Linked DNA regions of Sus scrofa: region 1 is linked to region 2. The links are chromatin contacts, called in public HiChIP or PLAC-seq maps. All regions are on one chromosome and are shown on one strand. The core of a region is the stretch at or near the end of the contact, and the rest is flanking DNA. Distances in the headings are between cores, read along the strand shown.

Region 1 (5,689 bases), core at 2,815-5,314, 73 kb after region 2:
CAGATTCGTTTCCGCTGTACCACAATGGGAACTCCTCACCATCATATTTTAATGTTTAATGGAACTGACTTTAGCAATCTAAGGACTATACCATAATGCATGTCAATCCCGAAACTACAAGATTGATCTCTCCCTCCTATGTACCTTCACAGTTTTGACAAAGTATCCATAACATCTCATTGCACTTATATCTTTACATGTTTCTGGCTCGTCTCACCTAACTGTAACTTTTTAAACACAGGATAAATGCATGTACCAGAGCCTAATGCTGTATCTGACACATAACAGATGCTCAATAAATGGGCAAAGAATAAACAGCTTACGCAACCAGAACCAATAAAAACTGCTTCTTTTTCTTCTTTTTTTTTTTTTTTTTTTTTTTTTGCCTTTTAGGGCCACACCCGAGGCATATGGAAGTTCCCAGGGTAGGGGTGAAATCAGAGCTGCAGCTGCCGGCCTATACCACAGCAACCCTGGATCCACCACAGCTCACAGAAATGCACCGAGTGAGGCCAGGGATGGAACCTGGCCCCATGGATATTAATCAGGCTCATTTCCACTAAGCCATGACAGGAACTCCAAGAAAACTGCTTCTTATACTTTATGTATTCCCCTAAGTAATGCTCAGTTGGACTGATACTTTCTATAATTGCCTAAAATTCAGTTTTAAAAACCAATCATTGTTTTGTAAAATATCAGAAATCTAGTCGTTACATAACCATGTTGATTCAGTCAACTGTGATCCCAATTTCCATCAAAACAGTTGCTAATGATTTAGAGTATACACAAGTGGTCGGAGTTTAGCCAAACTGAATTGAGACTGGTCTAATTGGGAGATCCCAACAGCCCTGAAACCCTAGAGACACCAGGCATCCGTAAATCACAATGATTCTGACCTCAAACCAAGTTATCAAACCAGAACCACACCATCCTAAATCCTATATGCAGTTCACCACCATTTCCTGTAACATTTCCAAGTTGCTACACATTTTTCAGTAATATTTCCCACTAAATTTTAGACTGCTTTTATAGAGTCCAAATAAACAGTAGTAAATTAGTCTTAGGTGTTATCAACAGCATTTGCCACTATAATTACTAAAACTAGGAGAGAATTTTGGTGTGCCCAAGAAAAAATAACCGGTCAATCCCCAATTTTTTTTATAACCACATAATATCAAAGCTCCTCCAAAAGAGAATATTTCCTATTATTTAAGGGATAAGTGTAATTTCCACTAGAAATTTATTGGGGTTAATAGTCAATATAAAATCTGGTCTGTTTTCATTACCAACCCAAGTTGTCAAACAAGCTTGAATCTGGGGCTTAGAACAGCTCAGGAAAATATGACTGTTAACCAAGGAACCTGCAGGGCAGGGACTCAATTAGTTTAGTCCTTTCTTCACTGGGCTGGAGTTTAACGAGTATAATAAAAATATTAATAAGTCTACGTTTTGCACTTATTACCCCTTGAATTAAAACTCAGCAACTAAAGAAACTAACCTGGGAATATGAATTTTCATCACTTACATCACCAAAATGGAAACTACTATTTAAGAGACTGCATGTGTAAACATATAATCTGATGGACCATGTTCTAAGAGAATTCAGTATTAGCCCTAATTGCACGTCAAGGTCATCTACAAAAAAGAAAAAAGCAAGAGTGGTATGAAGGTTTAAGCGCTAAAGAAAGCCAGGCAGTGGTTCTCAAACCAACTTGCCTAATAATACTGCAATCACCAGGCAAGCTAATTCTCCCCTCACTATCTCATTTTTTCCATGTAAAACTGACATGGAAACATGGGGACAAAAGAGAAGACCATGGAGTTTGTGGTCCGTTTTCCTTTGGGGCTCTGGACCCTACCTATACAGTTCTTTTCCTCGCAATCACTGTGTCTACATATACTCACACTTAAACTTTCTGAAAATATCTTGAAATGTGAAAACAGGCTGACATTTATTTGTTAGACATGAAATCTGGACACTCTGATTTAGTAGTCAAGAAAGTGGGGAGTGGGATGTGTGCACACCCTCAAGTATTTCACATTCCCCTTTGGGACTTAAGACTGCCACCGCAGGACAAACAGAAAGATACACTAGAAAGATTATCACAAATGTAGGTTCACAAATCATTTCAAAGTTTTAGTTCAATCAACAAATTCCAGAACACAAGACAAATAAATGTTCGAAGTCTGGTGTCCTGGGGAGGACAAGAACTATGTGCCCTATTTGTAGTAAATGTTCAATAAGCGTTTGTTGAATTATGTATTTAAATACCAGGCCTCAGCCTCACTGGATTCCTTTTCTGCTTACTGTCACAGAAGCAAGCACTTCTGAAGTAAATCATGGGAAGGAAACAGTAAGTCCAAGAAATGAACATACCCATCCCTTGCTGTATGAGGGGCAGCATGGAGTAGAACAAGGCAATTCATTCAAAGCCAGAGTGCAAAGATGGGCAGCAAAAGAATATCTGCCAAATATGACACAGAAAACACTTAACCTCCTACAAAAATGACTTGACCTTGCTACAGGGCAAAGAAAACATTAATGTTCTGCTCTTCACAGATGCAATCAATGGCTTTGCAAATAATCGTTTTACTCAAGTCTACCACTTGATTGTTTAGGACGATATCAAATTGCAAAACTTGCCGCTGAAGACAACGATATCAAAAGATTCAACAAGAGAAGCAAAGCACATCTAAAATGTTATCTGCTACTTAATCTAGTCCAATAGTCATTTGCTAAATTACCAAAAAGGACGTGAAATATAATTCAGTTCAAATGCTGCGTGTGGAAGACATTAAAAGCTTTTCTTAGATTACATCTTCACAACAGAAATTGCAAATACCGATTAAAAAGGAAATGCTTTCACAGAGATTGTGTAGTGAACGTTTCTCTCTAAAGTTACATAATTTCAGGAATACCGTTAGATTAAAATAATGGACGTAAAACACTGCAACAAGATTTTTCAAAAGTAAAATGTGTATTATAACTGGCAGTCCGCGGCCAATTTCTAACCTCCAGCAACCTGCGTGCAGCTCGCTTTTCTCAACCGCGCGGTTGATAAGGTTGATAACTGTGATTGCGGTTTTAATAACCTCCTAGCCTATCTCCCTGCATGCCCCCCCTCGGCGCACCCCCACCCCCGCGCTCTGGGGAGCGCACAGGGCTCGAGAGCAAGCCCCGGGAACTCTCACAGGCCGGCCTGTGTGAGCAAAGGGAAGGAAATGACACAGGCAGGAAAAAAAAGCAAATCAAGGAAAAGACACAACAGCAGCTGGGCCTGCACCAGCCTCCAGCCCGGGCCCCACACTGCGCTCGCGCTCCCCCGCCCTCGGGCTCGCGGTCCGGCTCGTTTGGGCCGAGCGAGCTGCCCCGCCGAACATGGGCCCTCGACCCGCCGCCGCTTCCCCGGGGTGCGCCAGCCGCGCGGCCCGGAAGGAGGCTACGGAGTGGGCTCTGCCGGGCAGGACCGCCCGCGCGGGCCGGGGAAGCCAGAATCCCCGCCCCGGCCGAGGAACCGCTGAGCCGCGAGCGCGGCGGGCGGGCGGGCGGGCGCCGGCGGTCCACAGCCCGGGTCGGGCGGGCTGTCCATGCCTGTCAGGCGGCGGCCCAGGGTCCTCCTCCCCTCAGCCCGGGGCGGGGCGACGCGAAGCAGCGCGGGCACAGGCCGGGGCGGTGGCGACACTCACCCATGGTGGCGATGGCGGCGGCGGCGGCTAGGGCCCGAGTGTCACCTCCGCAGCCGGGGCTGCATGCCGGGGGCCCGGGCGGCGGGGACGGCAGCGGGCCTGGCTCCGCGCGGGGGGCGCGGGCTGCACTCGGGGCCCCCGCCGCCTCCCCAGGCTCCGGCTCCGGCTCCGCCCGCGACCGGGCGCTGTGGCATGGGCAGGGTGGCCCGCTACATCCCCGGCTCTCCTCGGCTCGGCCCAGCCCGGCCTCGGCGGCGCCGCTCGGCCCGCCCGCCAGCTAGTCCCTCAGTCCCGCAGTCTCTCCGTCCGGCCACCGTTCTCCACCTCAGGAACGCTCCGAAAAACAAACCGCTGGTCGCGCAGCTCGCCCCCTTGTCTGTCACTCATCGCAGCGCCCGCCAATCCCAGGCATTCGCTGGGCCTTGGTACCACCCCTCCACTCACTTCACCAGCCAATAACAAGGAGGAAGTGCTGCCCCCGCCGCCCCATCTCCCCCAGCTCTCTCCAACACCCCACTTTCAGCCGCCAGCTAATCATCAGCACCACTCAAAGAACCAATCCCGCCTACTCTCGCAGGATACCAATAGTCGAAGCCAAGGAGGTTTCCGAGGGCGGGCTACCATCTGCCAATCATAGAAACATTGTCTCGTTCACTCCGCTGCTAGCCAATCGCGTAGAGGGTTCCGAGCACCCTCCTCTGCGCATCCCTAGCAGGCTGGCCCCCTCTCTCCCGGGAGGTGTTGGTTGTTCCAATCACAGCTAATGCTTGAGGCTCCGCCCACACGCCCACCTCCCGTCAGTCAGCGAAGGCTCCACTGGCGCGCGGGCTGGCGCTGTTCCCCGCCTGCTGCTTTGGTGCTGGAGTTTGGGAACGAGGCTAGAGGGCCCCCTTGGCCTCCCGCCGTCCGGCTCTCGGCGGTCCCTGAAGTTGACGTCCTTCTCCCTGTGCCCACACTAGGCGCGCAATAAGCTCTGAGTGCTTCCCTGCGTGTGGCCATATCTGCCGCCGGGCACTGGCCAGTCCTCCAGACGCTGCGCAGGAGTGGCTTACCACTGCCCGCCTTTTTCTGTTTCTCACACCTCGAGGGCTATACATACACTCCAAGGAGCTAGGGTAGTGCCGGAAAGCGAACCTTAGGAATCTGCTGGCCAACGGCTGAAACTACTAAGTGGCGAGGTCAAAGGGGTTCTTTCGGGAAGAAAAAAAAAAATTTCTGGTCATAAAAGCAACACAAGCTCTTTGTATCAAAAAATATTTTAAATGAAATAAAAATTCCACCTCAGGATATTTTATCTCTTTCCTATCTAAATATGCAACGTTTGACAAAAATGGCTTCATACTGTTTTGTAGTGTGCTTAACATATTTTCCCGTGCCTCTGAATATTGTTTTAAAACAATTGTACTGACTGCGTATTTCAAAAGAGTGCCCATAACTAATTTTCCCAACCCGCATTGTTCAACATGTTATACACCCAGATCTTCAGAGTCTATAAGTCCACCACAATTAATACAGGCTCCCTTCCTTTGGTTCCTGCTTAAAGTGTAATGTAATCACTTTAATCAAGGGCGCCAGAATCATCTTCCTCTGGTGCCATTTTCAACTGTAAACTAAGAATCTTTAGTGGAGACGGCCTTGGGTGTCAAATCTCTTGAGGATTACCTTAGACTTCCCTCTTTCTTTAGGACCACCTCCCCACCCCACCCCACCCCCATATTTAATCAGGCCTCTTGTCTGCTGAGTTTTTTGGGTTTTTTTTCTTTCAGGAAGCTTTTAAGTCTGTCATTTTCTCACTTAATTAGATCCCTACCCAGTTTATTGCAGTTCCTTAACTATAATAATCTCTTTTCTAGGAAGGGAAGGTAAAGGGGAGAGAATTAATATTTATGAATCATTTTCCATACGCCAGCCACATCATCTCATCTTTTCAATAACTCTGAAGTAAATAGTAATTGTATTTGAAAGACGAAAGTTACATTCAGAAGTTCCCATTGTGGCTTAG
Region 2 (6,257 bases), core at 764-3,263:
CCTCACTTTCCTCAGAAATTCTAACACCAGTTTCAAAAATGGAAAACCTCTTCCCTTGGGCAGTCGCAGGGATGGACGAGAAGGGAATGGCCCCAGCGGTGAGGGAGTGGGGAACCTGACATGGCGGAGGGAGGACAAGGCCAGGTCACGTTTATTTCCAACCGTCCCACTCAGCTCATGTGTGGTTTTTTTTTTTTTCTTTAAACCTCAAGTTCCCTTTTGTTAACACCATTATCAGCTTGTTTTCTTTCCTCTGAACCGCTTGCTTCACCTTGCTGTTAGCTCATCCTCAGCGCCCAGAGTGCTGCTTCCGTGGGCTCCACCCCGCCCTTCAGCCCGGGAACGTCCTGGGCGGGCCGGGGCCTGGGGCCGGGCGGCCGGGGAGTGCCCAGGTGCCAGCCCCGCGCAGCGCAGCTTGTGCCTCCGGGGCCTTCGTCACCTTTCCTGCCTCAGCACAGCCCCTGGGAGAACCTGACGACAGGTGTGGGCGCCTGGCCGGGAAAGATGCTGCCCGGGGCGGGTTTTAGGAGTCTCTCCCCCACACCCGCCGGGGGCCTGCAGCTCAGCCCCAGCGGAAAGCTTCCTGCGGAGAGGGCCCGGAGGCTGAGGAGGAAAGCCAGGCGGGGCGCGGGCGCTGAGGGAGCCGAGGGAGCGGCTGGGGGCTGGGGGCGCCTGTCGCCTCCCGCACTCCCCCGCCAGGCGCCGGGGGCGCCGCGCTGTTCTGTTCCCTGACAAGCGTGTGGGCTGCGCTCTGGAGCCGCCAGTTCTATTCCTGCCACACTGTGGAAACAAGCTATGTTTAGGGCTGTGCTTCGCGCAACAGCTTCCAGCCTGGCATCAGGCACAGCCCAGCAGTCCCTGGTGCCCAGCGGGCAGGTCCCTGGGGTCCTCGCAGAGGCTGTGTTCCCCGCAGGGCCGAGGCTCTGCTCCACAGGTTCCTCCTACGTGCCTCAGACCTGCTGCAGCGCGTGCCGGAGCCCAGGCAGCGGGCTAGGCCAGAGGGCAGCGCGTCAGGAGCCGGGTCGGGGTCAGAAGCCCTGGCCTCTCATGCCAGCCCTGCTGCTCCAGCTTTGGTACTTGGAACAAGTCACTTCACATCCTCAGGTCTCACCCCCCTGTGTCAAGTGGTGTTTGCATGAGCCCAGGTTCGCTTTTTATGAAGGCTGGGAATCTTTCTCTGAAAGAGGTAACCTCACTTCTCTCAGGGGCGGGGGATGACTAAGCCCACAAAGCCCAGGAACGGAAGCGCGGCGGCCGCCCCTCTGGGCGCCAAAGGCGCAGCCTCCCGGGCCCCGGTCTCCGGGGCGGCGGGAGAAGGCTGGAGGGCTGCTGGCCGAAGGAGACTGAACATCGCGGCCCCGGGACCCTCCCTGCGGCGCGGGCCAGGCCTCGCCGCCTCGCGTGGCTGTACCGCGTGCCCGGCCGCTCTGCCTTCTTGGCGGCCGCGCAGGCGCCCCTGGCGTCGGGAGGCCTCCGCGCGCGCGCGAGGGGGCGTGGGAGAGGCGCGGGGTCGCTGGGCGGGCCTCCGGGCCGCCCCCGCGGGTCCTCCGTGCAGCAGGGCCCCTGGAGCGGGAAAATGGAAGCTGCCAGAGGCCCAGGCGCGCCTGGTTATTGTTTTCCGCCGCGGGGGCCTCGCCGGGAGCGCCGTTCATCCCGCGACCCCAGCGTCTCCACCTGGGCTTGCCCCCGCCCCGAGGCCTGCGATGCGGACCCTCGGGCTCGGGTCCCTGCCTCCGTCCGGAGCGGGCCGACGGGGCGGCCGGTTTCGCGAGGCTAGCGAGCGCGAAGCCTTTGGGCGGTGCGGAGCGCCAAAGAGCGCGGGGTCGACGCGGGGGTAGACAAAGGCGAGGGACGCCGAGTGAGGGGAAGACAAAGCGCAGAAAGGGGTCGGCGGCGGCGCGGGGCCCTGGAGGCGGCTCTGGGCGCGGCGGAGCCAATGGGCGGGCGCGGGGCGGGGGCCGGCGGGGGCGGCGCCGTGATAAGGCGCTGGCGGCCGCGGCCGCTCAGGGACCACTGGCAACGGCGGCGGCTCGTTCCCGCGCGCTCCTCGCACCCGCGGCGTCCCCCGGAGACCGACCCCCGCCCCTCGGCACAGGCCGGGGCCCGGTGAGACTCGCGGGCGGGCCGGGGGAGGGGCCGGCATCCGGCTTGCAATCCCGGCGGCCCAGGTGGGGGCTGCGGACGCTGGGGCCGCCGCCCACGGGGTCCCAACGCCGAGCGCTTCAGCCCGTCGCTCTCGCCCGGGGCTGCGAGGCCAGCGTGCGTCCTTCGGGTCGGGCCTCTGGGCCGGGGCGGGGCAGGGGTGCCCTCGGCTGGGTCCGCAAGGGTCCTGAGAGTGGGGGCCGGGGCCGAGGAGCGCGGCGCGCGGGCGGCGGCTTGGCCGCGCCGGGCGGGTGGCCCAGCCCGCGAGCGCTGTCCAGGGGCTGGGCTGGTGGAGCGGGCAGTGCTCGGCCCCGAGCTGGGTGGCGTCGAGCTGGGGTCAGCCCTGGCCCGGCCCGCTCTCTGCTGACCTCCTCTCGCGCCAGGCGAGGTCAGAGCTCGCGGGGCGCTCGGGCGGCTGCGCGGAGCCCTTCCCCCAGCCGCTGCCGCTGACTCTGTTCTTCCCCCGACACATGGTTCCACTCAGGGACCCCTGTTCCCTGGGGAGCTGCGTGGGGGCGGGCTGGCCAAGGGGGGCGGCGGGTGGGTGAGGGGCGGAAGTGGCAAGACCCAGAGCAACAGGAAATGACTTAGGGAAAGTCCCAACCACAGCCCCCCAGCCCCCTGCTGTAAACACCCCCACCCCCACCCTGCGAGCTGGGGAAGGGCTTGTGGGGCCCTCCCAACCGACTTCCCCTTGCAGAACCCTGCGGGTGCCGCGTCTCCACCCGGCGCCTCCATCGCCTCCAACGAGCCATGTTCCAGGCTGCAGGAGCCGCCCAGGCCACCCCTTCTCATGTAGGTGATCAGCCGGGTGGGAGGGCACTCCATCCCCGCAGGTGTCTGGCCTGGGGGTGAACGGGTGAGGAGCAGCCTGTCTCCCTTCCCCTCCTTGATTAAGTGTCCCTGGGATCTGGTCTGGTGATGGTCGTGGGAGGGGGGCCCTTCCTCAGCTGACCCTGCCCCACTGCCCTCTCCCTCAGGAAACCAAAGGCGGCGGAGGAAGCAGTACCGTGCAGCGCTCCAAGGTAGGGCCCTGCGTCTGGCGTGTGCGGGGAGGAAGGGATGGGGGTGGTCAGGTCCCTGATGGAGTCTCTCCTGGAACAGTCCTTCAGCCTCCGGGCCCAGGTGAAGGAGACCTGCACTGCCTGCCAGAAGACTGTGTACCCCATGGAGCGGCTGGTGGCTGACAAGCTCATTTTCCACAACTCTTGCTTCTGCTGCAAGCACTGTCACACCAAGCTCAGGTGCGCCCTTTCCCTACCCCCGCCCTGGCCTTCCGGTCCTGCCCTGTCCTGACCACAGCTGTTCTGCTTCTGCAGCCTGGGCAGCTATGCAGCGCTGCATGGGGAATTTTACTGCAAACCCCACTTTCAGCAGCTGTTTAAGAGCAAAGGCAACTACGATGAAGGCTTTGGCCGGAAGCAGCACAAGGAGCTCTGGGCCCACAAGGAGGTGGACTCCGGCACCAAGACAGCCTGAGGCCCCTCTGGCAGTCCCCTCCCTCCTCCCTCCATAGAGGGCCTGGAGCGGGCAGTTGGAAGGGTGGGAGATTGGACCTTGGGCTTGGTTGGGGCAGGGTGGGAAGGGGATGAGGCCATCTTGCTCAGGCAGGGTTATGGGGACAGGGCTTTGCTCCAGGATTTCTTCTTCTCCCTCAGTAGGCCGGGGTTTGGGAACCAGGATTGGGCTTTGCTCAGCACCCTGCTTCCTGCTTCTTTCAGCCTACCCCACTTCACCCCGTGGCCCCCTTGGGAGGCCCCCAGATTCAGCTTCCCTATCTAGGTGCCTTTTCTCCAGCAAGGAGTCAGCATGCCCTCCTCAGGGTCCTGAGCTCCTCACTGCCACCTGGGGCCCTGGGCAGCCCCCACGTCTCCCCATCTACCTCTGCCCTTAGCCTGGTCCTGAGCCATGGAGAATGGAGGAAGGTGAGCCAGGGTGCGCCCTGCTGGGCCTCTCCAGGTGCCCACCAGGACCCCCCCCCCGGGGAGGGGCGGGAAGGGGAGCAGCCCTGCCCCCCCCCCCAAAAAAAGGTGAGGCAGGGCATGCCCATGTGGGCCTGGGACCATCTTGCACCGCTGAAGAAGCAGAAGCTAAAGCATCCGCCAGGCTGAGAGCCACAAAGACTGGCGGGGAGCTGGCAGGGCCATGCTCCCTCTTCTCCTATTTCTGTTGGTTCTGACTGTTGTGATCAAACCTGTTTTAAAACATGTTTCAACAGATCCTGACTCTGTATTATGTGGCCGGATGGGGGGCTTTGTGACAGGAAGGACACAGACTTGAGGTGACAGGGTCAGCCCAGAGCACGGTGGCTTTGGTGGTGGGGTGTGGCGGTGATGGGTGTCAGAGGCCTATCAGGCAGCCTGAGAAAGGGGGTACGCTTCCCAGGCAGGTCTCCATGCTTTCAGACCCAGTGTTTGCTGACTGAAACTGCTCCTCACCCTTGGGAAGGTCAGGCTGGCAGTGGGTGATGGGGCCAAGCCTTACTGCGCTTGAGGATGTGGGGGTGTGAGACAGAATCTTTTTGCCGAACCCTGCTCTGGACCCCCTGTGCCCTGGGAATCAGGAAGGTGTGGTGGGAACAAGCAGATCCAGTAAGTTCTGTCAGAGGTCTCCCAGTCTGTCCTCTTCCTCCTGCTTTTTCAAGCTCCAGGGAATGGGGCAGCCGTGGTCACCATCCCAAGTAGACTAAAGAGAGACAGCTCATCTGCTCCTCTGAGGGATAAGTTTCCAGCAGAGCAAACAAGCCAAGCTTGGAGGAACTGGGACCCCCAGACCCAACTGTCCTGATTCCCTCCCAACCACCTGTGGACTATGTGAGTTGAACAAGAGGGCAGACTCCTGGGGGGGATCTGCTGCCTCCACCCCATATGCGTCCTTAAGTTGCTAAATGATCAGGACCTCAAACTCGGGTGGCAGGTGAGTCACAGTACTGTGTGGTGGTAGACACTGCCCCTGGAAGTGGCAGAGCTAACAGCAGAAATGTCACCCCAGAGTGTGAGGAGAGTTGCTGGAGAGCCCCATCAGGGCAGGCCCAACTCTGCACCAGAGGCCTCAGCTGGAGACAAGGATGGTCTCTGCTCTGAGCTAATCGATAACAGTGCTAGACCAGGGACAGAGACCAGTGAGGTGACTCCTGGAGGTGCCTGATCCAGCCCTGCAAGGATATACCACAGAGTCCTTTCTTGGGCTAGGAAGGCTAGTCAATGGCACAAAGGTCCTCAGACCTCAGCCACAGTGACACTTGGGTCAGGTGAGCTGACAGTGTGCCCTCAGTCAGCACTGGCAGAACAACCCTTAGCAGAGCTCCTAGGAGTCGGGGGAAGGGGGGGGTGCCACCTCTGAGCTAGCAGTGGTACCAGCCAAGCCACACCATCCCAAGAACCCTCTGGGAGTCCCATCAGGATGCAAGATTGTTTCCAGGTACCCTACCCAGCTCCTCCCAGGCAAACACCTACTCCCTCTACCTTTCCACCAAAAGCATCGCCACAGGACCCCTTGGGTATAAATGATCCCTTTTATTGTAAGTAATGCGCGACACTGGCCTGGCTTTGCACTGCAAGCCCTCGGTCAAGATATAGTCAAATAACTATGGCTGCAGGTTCTTCTGCACGATCCACAATTGAGACACAGACACACAGCTGGGGGTGGGCAGGAGGGGCAGGAGGGCAGTGGAGTGTGGACTGTCCCCAGCCCTGGCCTCTCCATGTTGGGTTGGCCCAGGCTGACATACCGCACGGAATGACGAGCAAATGGTGGCATGGCCCTTCCCAAGGCCAGCCTGGGGCTGCTAGGAGACTGCCCTTCAGATTCTTTGGGCCAGGTCGTCCTAGGCCCCACAACTTTTCATCTGGATTAATTTAAAAAAAATAAATTAAAATTAAGCAACAGCTTGGTCCTGAGGATGCTGAGCCAGCATGTCCACAGTTTTTGGCACACAAAAGAAATCAGGGTCTTTTGGTTTTTTGGAGGTGCTGCAGGATTTGTTGGCTTGTTTGCAAATTTGTTTTTTAAAACGTTCCCTGTGAGGCAAGACCCTGGGGGGGGGGGGGGGCTTGGTGAGAGCCTGAACCTGCGGCAGAGTCGTTTCATGTCAGCGCCAATACCACGCTGTTTGC

The links. HiChIP or PLAC-seq counts read pairs in DNA pulled down with a chosen protein or histone mark.
Region 1: a contact with region 2 is called in an H3K27ac HiChIP or PLAC-seq map of alveolar macrophages. The contact joins the promoter of MAP3K3 here to the promoter of LIMD2 in region 2. A contact is called at or near these places in 7 of 47 Hi-C or Micro-C datasets (alveolar macrophages, blood, embryonic fibroblasts and 2 more) and 2 of 2 datasets of contacts at active chromatin or transcription factors (alveolar macrophages and skeletal muscle).

The regions. Positions count from the first base shown.
Region 1 is chr12:15,294,720-15,300,408 of Sscrofa11.1, forward strand. It overlaps MAP3K3 (mitogen-activated protein kinase kinase kinase 3), which reads right to left and starts at 4,065. Exons shown (of 17, transcript XM_003131293.6): 1 at 3,688-4,065. The coding sequence starts at 3,691.
Region 2 is chr12:15,223,337-15,229,593 of Sscrofa11.1, forward strand. LIMD2 (LIM domain containing 2) reads left to right here and starts at 2,014. Exons shown (of 5, transcript NM_001244711.1): 1 at 2,014-2,106; 2 at 2,843-2,937; 3 at 3,123-3,167; 4 at 3,247-3,386; 5 at 3,462-4,361. The coding sequence starts at 2,896. The coding sequence ends at 3,621. It overlaps MAP3K3 (mitogen-activated protein kinase kinase kinase 3), which reads right to left. Exons shown (of 17, transcript XM_003131293.6): 17 at 5,643-6,257.